Regions from separate parts of the Rattus norvegicus genome. Here region 1 is linked to region 2. A link is a contact called in public Hi-C data. All regions are on one chromosome and are shown on one strand. The core of a region is the stretch at or near the end of the contact, and the rest is flanking DNA. Distances in the headings are between cores, read along the strand shown.

The links. A called contact is a pair of places that touch in the nucleus more often than the background predicts.
Region 1: a Hi-C map of the Rat2 cell line shows a contact between it and region 2, with 4 times the contacts expected there. The contact joins the enhancer-like site here to the promoter of Fst in region 2.

Annotation. Positions count from the first base shown.
Region 1 is chr2:48,060,299-48,063,943 of GRCr8, reverse strand. No RefSeq gene overlaps it. Among named protein-coding and RNA genes, the nearest start is that of Mocs2, 180 kb to the left of the region's middle. Within about 2 kb of position 2,338, at least 10 of the 93 cell types and tissues checked have an H3K27ac peak or open chromatin away from gene starts, as enhancers often do.
Region 2 is chr2:47,861,831-47,865,695 of GRCr8, reverse strand. It overlaps Fst (follistatin), which reads left to right and starts at 2,404. Exons shown (of 6, transcript NM_012561.3): 1 at 2,404-2,488. The coding sequence starts at 2,404. LOC120100717 (a long non-coding RNA gene) reads right to left here. Exons shown (of 2, transcript XR_005500667.1): 2 at 2,041-3,865.

The DNA.
Region 1 (3,645 bases), core at 1,089-3,588, 200 kb before region 2:
TATACCTCAAACTCTAGAAGCTAGGCAACAATAAAGTAAACAAGAGAAAGAAGAAAATTACACCAAAAAAAGTAGTGATATTGACATTAGTGAATTACCAATAAAACAGAGGAGTGGCTCATAAAAAAGAACCCTGATGAAGTATACAAAATAAGGGTCAGCAATTTAATCAAATAAGAGATGTAATACTCATACATATATGTATGACACACACATATATGTATATATGTGTGTGTATGTATGTATGTATATATAAATATATGTGCACAGACAAGAGATGGAACAAATAAGTATACAATTTTTAACAAATTCATAAAATGCTGGGTCCAATTTAATGTCGGCAAACCTGATAGTGTTAGAAGTAGAAGGGCTTTGGTTTCAGTTTTGGTAGAAGTTCTAAAACAATAAATAATTTTTAAAAATGAATAGCATTGGTCTTCAAAGAGAGGTTCTCAATGATCAGTGTGGTCCTTGCAACATCCCTCTTCTCCTACATGGCCTCACTCCTCAAGGAAAGGTTTTTAAAGGTTTGGTTGTGTTGGAAATGAGAGTGTTGGCTCCCTTTCCTTGTAGTCTGGGACATACAGTGGGATGATACCTGACTCACTCTTGAAGATAAACTGCAATGGCCGAGCTAAGAAATTACTACCTTCTCTCTATCATCAGATTCAATTACACAGTGTCTAGAAGCCATCTGGGAAAAGTACAGAAAGAAGAGTCATGATTTCATCATCTCAGAAAGAGTCCCATTTATATTGATCTTCCACAGTACAGCATGTAACACATCAAATACTTAGAGCAACAGAAATCTTTTTCCTGGAGCTAGACATCTTGAGGCAGGTATCAATCTGGCCACACCCTCTGAGTCTCCTCTTGCCTATTCTGGTACTGGTTAAAAAAAAAGAAAACAGGTAGGGGCAGCTGTATCCTGTACTCTACATAAACATTAATAACTAGATTCCTTACTATAATAAAAGTTGGTGCATGTGGCACAAACATTGGCGTTTATTCTGGCAACTAGGAGTCTAATATCAGAGTATCAGAAGGGCTTTGCTCTTTCTAAAGTTTCCAAGGCAGATCCTTTCTGGCACTGCTGTTCCAGCATCAAATTGGGATTTGGGGGCTTGTGGGTACATTAGTCCATTCCCCTCTGTCACTCTGTCCAGTTCTGTGTGTATATCTGCCTCTTCTAATCACGTTGGATTGCGGCCCACTCCAGTGATCTCATCTCATCTGAGTTGTACTTACAAAGACCCTATTTCCAAAAGAGGTTGAATTCACAAGCACTTCACAGCATCCACAGTATGATGGGACTTTGTATTATTATTTGAGTGAACCCAACTCAATCCATAAAACCATCTAAGCGTGTCAGTTGTGGCAAGGAATTTTAATGGAATTGGATTTGGGGTAGATGGTCACATGACCAGCCAAGAATGAATCTCTAGTACGGTCTACTTCTGAGAGCCACAAACCTCAAGCCAACGAGCCTGATTTAAACAGTTGCTTTAATCAGAAAAAGAACAAAAAGAGAAGTGGAGACTACTGCCATGTCTTGCAACTCTGACAAAAAACACACTCTCTGTGAGACAGTTTGGACAACATGAAGCTAGTGATTAGTTAGGGCCAGACTTGTGGAATGAACTTAGATGGAGTGCCTCAAAACCATACCATTGTCTTGAATGTAAACTAAAAGTCTCACTTTTCAGTATTCTGGCCTCGGATGCAATTTTACCAAATTGGGTCAAGAGGATGTTGAAATCCTGCAGAGAGCTTCATGAGCACAAAGGAAGTTATAAGTATCTCCAAAAAAAAAAATGGCATGTCTGGCACATGCTTTTTAAAATTAAAATTAAAATAAAGAAGCAATTATTGGTCCTGGGAAACAAAGTAGCAAGCCATTGACGGTGAACAATGATTTTGAAGGATGTTGAATGCCTCCAATTCTCCTCTGACTAAAATGTGTCACCTCCCTCATCTGGAGGCAGCGTAGTGTGACAGGGAAAATCAACTGAGATTATGCAGCCTTTGATTTCACAACCAGTGAAACACCCACTAGAGAGCCTTCCAACAATCCGTTCAGTCATTCAGTCGGCAATTTTCTCTCACGGAGCCCAAACTGTTTCAAATCTTTTACTAGTATGTTTATAAAAACAAACATAACCCATGTTTAAGATGGTTAGATAGAAAGATTAAAGGCTTCTATCCTAAGAGGCTTTGACAACCAAGTTTAATGTCTACAAACAAACCCTGGAAGTTCAGCATCTAATGAGGAACCAGTGAATCAGGAGGGGGAGAAAGGAAAGTAGTTTGATGACCACTGTAGAGTTTCTGTGTAAAAACTCATTTCTCAATCACATATTACATGCTTTGCTCATAAAAATCAGGAGCCGTTGGATGACTAGATCTTCACATACATACAATAGCTATAAGATACTGTCAGCATGAAAAAAGAACACACTTGTTAGTTACCTACAGGAGAACCAAGGTTGTTTCCAAGTCTTTGCTTTCCATGGGCCCAGGTCGGCAGCCAGGAATCTTATCAGAATACAAACGTGGTTAAAAGATGTTTCCTAGAAACGCTCTCATTTCCTAGTGGATGGATTTCCTTGTAACCCAGGACTCAGCCATGATTCAGAACCCTGTGGTTTCAAAATGATTAATCCATGAGGGTTGTAGCAATGTGAGTCAGATGAAGAGGAAAATGTGTGAGGAAATAAAGCATAATAGGACAGCATACCACAACCTGTGGACAGGGTTAGTCAGTGAGCAGAAGCACAGCGGAAGGCACGGCCCTTGTCACTCACATATTTGTCTTCTTTAGCAAATGCACATCATTGATTTCAGAGGATTCACGGAATGATTCACAGGTGAAAAATCAACATGAATTGTACTTTGTATTACTCCAGCAGACAATCATTGACCTATCAAGACATGCCAGAAATTATGTGATGTGCTCAACTGGATGGATAGACAGACCAGACACACAGGCAGGCAGATGAGAGGTATATAAATAGATATCTAAGATAGACGGTAGATAGGTAGGTAGGTAGGTGGGTGGGTAGGTAGGTAGGTCGGTAGGTGGGTGGGTGGGTGGGTGGATGGATGGATGGATGGATGGATGGATGGATGGATGGTTGGATGGATACATAGGCAGATAAATGATACATACATACATACATACATACATACATACATACATACATACATGAGAGAGAGATAGGTGATAGATTTTACTCCTGACCTTGAAAAATTCCCAGCTCAGGAAAGGCACCAGGCAAATAAATATTTGCTACAACCTCAAGTTCCAAAGGCGTAATTGAACATCCAGGGTCAGAACAGGGATCTAGAAACTCTCTCAGGAATCGATGCTCCCACACCACTGAATTGGATTGGTATTTGGATGTATTTATAGACTAAGATGTTAATTTTTCCTCCTGTGCCCAAAATAATAATTTTTAATTCCCCTTGGGATAACTTACTGCAAGTTAGTAATATGAATTTAAAATACTGACTCACTTTGGTCTTTAAAAATAAGATCATTTAGGGGAGTACATTTTTATGAAAGTTGCTTGGCATCCTAAAAATAGACTCCTAGGCAAATACACTTAACTCGTTAGGCATCCGACATCCTTGGGGACTGGCCAG
Region 2 (3,865 bases), core at 1,155-3,654:
AATGAAGGGGAATAAACAAACTTTCCCTGTAGTGTATCACAGTATCTCCGAGTAAAGAAGAAATAGTTCAACTTTGAAATTCTGCAGTTAAGTGGCGGCTCCTGCAAGGGGGACAGTTTGCTATTAATTGTTAATGTCGCCTACCATTAGAGGGCACTAAACAACTCCACATTAATGCGTTGGAGGGAAGAGAAAAGGAAGCGAGGAAAGGGGAGGGAGAATATGGGCAGAGTCCGGGGAGAGGGAGGGGAGACCGAAGCCGGGAAGGGCTGGGAAAGAGAGTTGAGGGGAGTGGGAGGAGGGAGGAGGGAGGAAAAAGCCTGAAGAGGAAGGAGACAGACAAACAGACAGACAGAAACAGACAAAATGAATCTGGAAAGATTAAGAAGGATGTGGAGCCCCAGAGCCGTCTAAAGTGAGCAAAAAGCCGGCTCTCCCGGGTCACCCGCTCCCCTCCCCGCCGCTCCGGTCCTCATGACTGTAATTATAAAGCGAAAAGCGGCGGCGAGGTCACCCGTTTTTACCAGCCTGCTGCACCGAATGCGCGCGGTGCAGGTGCGGCGGCCGCGGGGCTTTGTGATTCATGCCCACTTTCAAAGGGGGGCTTGGGCCCGTCTGAGAGGCACCCAAACAACTGTCTTCTAATATTAGCACGGCTGTATTTCGGGATCTATTATAGTCTGTCCAGACAGATCCCATTGTAATGGGACCTTTTATTAAAAGATTAGCACTATCTCCTGCAGTTGGTGGAAAAAAATCTGTTATCACTGAGTTATTTGCAGTTGTGGAGGGGGTAGGAGGAGGTTGATGGAAGATGGGGGTGGGAGGATGAGAGGAGGACGGGGGGGGGGGCTAAGGCGGGGGTAGGGAAGAAGGGCGAATTTGAAATCCGTAGAGCAAATCCCAATGACCTGGGAATGTCCAAGAATTTTGTCTGCATAGTTCGCTGTTTGTTGTCGTTCGGGCTTCAGAAGCGAAAAGAATAGAAATTTAAAAGGCAGCTTTGAAATAAACAATATAGCATTTTCCGTGAAGTAATCGTTTTATATAAAAGGAAATATCGCCTCCTCAGTTTCATTCAGCCGTGCCAGAAAATGTTATAAATGAGAAGACCCGCCAACTTTCGGCGAAGAATGCCAGGCGTTGCACTCAATAAACTGAGGCTGCAGAAGTTCATTATCATGGTGCAATTTTTTTTAATATGAGAGAGAGAGAGAGAGAGAGAGAGAGAGAGAGAGAGAGAGAGAGAGAGAGAGAGAGAGAGGCAGGCTCAGGACAGAAACTGGGGCGTCTCGGAGCGGGGGAGGAGGGGGGCAGACCGCCTACGTCGGCGCCCCCGCTCGGGGCTGCGACTCCAGACGCGACGAAGTGAAAGGGGAGAAAAGAAAGGGAGAGGGCGAGACTGCCGGGGGCGGCCGGCTCCGAGGTGTTAAACATTTTTGTTTGCCTCTGACTTGTGGAGACCGAGGGCCGCGTCTCCGCAGCGCTCGGCCCGGTGGAAGGTGCCCGGGGGTCGTGGTTCTTAGCAACCTACTGCAGGCTGTGGGGGAGTGGGAGGCGGGGAAGCGGGCAGGGTGGCCGCAAAGTAAGACACACGCATGAGACCTCGGGACATAAAACGTCTCCGGGACCCCGCGCCAAGGCTCTGCGGGAAGGATCCTGAAACTGCTCCCCGGGGCATTTCAGCAGCTCCGGGATCCTGCGGTGTGTTGCACAAGTCTCTCCCGAGCGCTGGAGCAGAGGTGCTGGGGACCAACTCCAGGGGTCCCCGCGCTCCACCGGCCGCCTCCTCCAGAGCCTTCACTTACACGCGCACACACACGCACACGCATGCACACACACACACACACACACACACACACACACACACACACTTGCACGCCACCCCGGGCGCGCCGGCTCCGAGCGGCGGCGTGCAGGACTGAAGTGGATGTTCCTCCCCACCCCCGACGCGTCGCCCCCCAGCCCCCGCCCCTGCCTCCTTCCCCCTCCCCTCCCGCTCCTACGCAAATAAGAACTCGGCGATTCCCCTCCTGCCGCTTTGATTTCGGGCACCTCCGACAGATAATTGGGAAGGGTTTCCAGAAGGTGGGAAATGTCACCTGATTCACACTGAACTTTTAAAAGCTCCCCACCCCCAAAGAGCCGGCACACCCTCGGTCGCCGCCGCCCTCCCACAGCCCCACACACTGGGAGACCGCCCACCGCAAACCTCGGAGACCCCCGTCTAGATTTAAAGCGCGGCTGCGCCCGGCTTCTGACGTCCATTGAATCGCGCGGGCGGCCGGTGGCGAGCGCGGGGCTGCGCCGGGATCGCTGCGCCCTCCGCCGCTCGCCTCTGCGACGCGCGCCGCTCGCCCAAGCCACCCGCCGCCGCGCTCCTCGCCCCGCGCCTGCCCCAGGATGGTCTGCGCCAGGCACCAGCCCGGCGGGCTCTGCCTCCTGCTGCTGCTACTCTGCCAATTCATGGAAGACCGCAGCGCCCAGGGTGAGTGGAGGGGATGCGCCCAGAGGTTCGGCTCGGGCAGGGGTTCTACTTTTCTGTCGTCTCCACTTGGTCGGTTGGGACCGACGCGGCTCTAGGAAGATGTTGGAACCACCCGGCTACTCCTGGAGAAAGGAACGGGAGGAAAAGACTGAAGGCGGTGACACTTTGGGATAGAGAGAGGAGTTTAGAGCCAGGTTATCCTCAAAAAAGAGAGGGCTCGAGTGGGGGAACTGGAGCCTCAGTAGTTAGGGGTAGATGCTCCAAGTTCTGGTCCTAATGACTTCAGATGTTATCTCCCCTGGCTGGCTCGGGAGAAGAGCGAGCATCCATAGCTTGGAGAGTGCAGTCGACCTACTAAGCAGTCTACCCATCTTCCTTCCATATCTTTTGGTGACTTTTTTTTTTTTTAATGACGGAGTGGGGGATGGGAGATACCGAATTTTCTTGGGTGGCTTGGGGGACGTGGTTTCAGAAACTTTGCCCAAACTTGGAAATGTGGGTACTGAAATTTTTAGAGGGAGGTAGTTTTACGCTTAGCAGATGCTCCTTCTACCCCTCTCCCCCAAGCCCCGCGAAAAAGAAGAAAGAACAAACCAAATTATTAGCCCGAAGTGTTTTTAAGTACTTTACAGTTTTCTCCACTTTGCCTCATTCCTGTTAACTTCTGTGAAACAAGCAACCCACGGGCTATTTAGACTCCGACCTGGATTAAAGAGCAAATTTCTGAAGTTTATCATCTAAAATTAAAAATGGATTTATTTTATTACAATTAGTCTCCAGGCGGGATTTTTTTTTAATAATGGTAACCGCGCAGCTTGCGCTCCAATTGCTCGAGTCACTTTGGTGATTCATGAGAAGTCTGCTTGTCCAAAGTCCGAAGACATAAAAAGGGACAGGGGAAGAAACTATCTGTAAAGTGGTTCTTGGTAGACATGAGGTAGGTATGTGTGACCCAGCTCTAACACTGCTGCGTTGCCTGTTGGAGCGGTAAGGTTTTGTGTGTTGTACGCTGCCCTCCCGGGCACCGGCCCTAGCCGTCTGCCCGACACTAGGCTGGGCAACCCGCCTTTCTGATAGGGGCGCTGCCCTGGGTGCCCGGACGTGGGCGCCAGGGAAAGCAGCCCTCGGAGATTTCGAAAGACCGTGGTGGCTGCGGGCGTGCTCCGAGCTGGCGGATTGCAAAACGGGCCCGTCGGGCGGGCTGCGCCTCGAGGCTGCTCAAGGCAGATCCAGGCTGGGCCCGACTGCATTTTTTTTTTTTTTTTTGCTTTCATTTTTCACAAATTTCTTTTTGCCTGATCTGTTCCTGCAGATTCATATTCATTCTCCCTCCCCCCTCCTCTCCTTCGCTCCCTCCTTCCCTCCTTTCCACGTCCC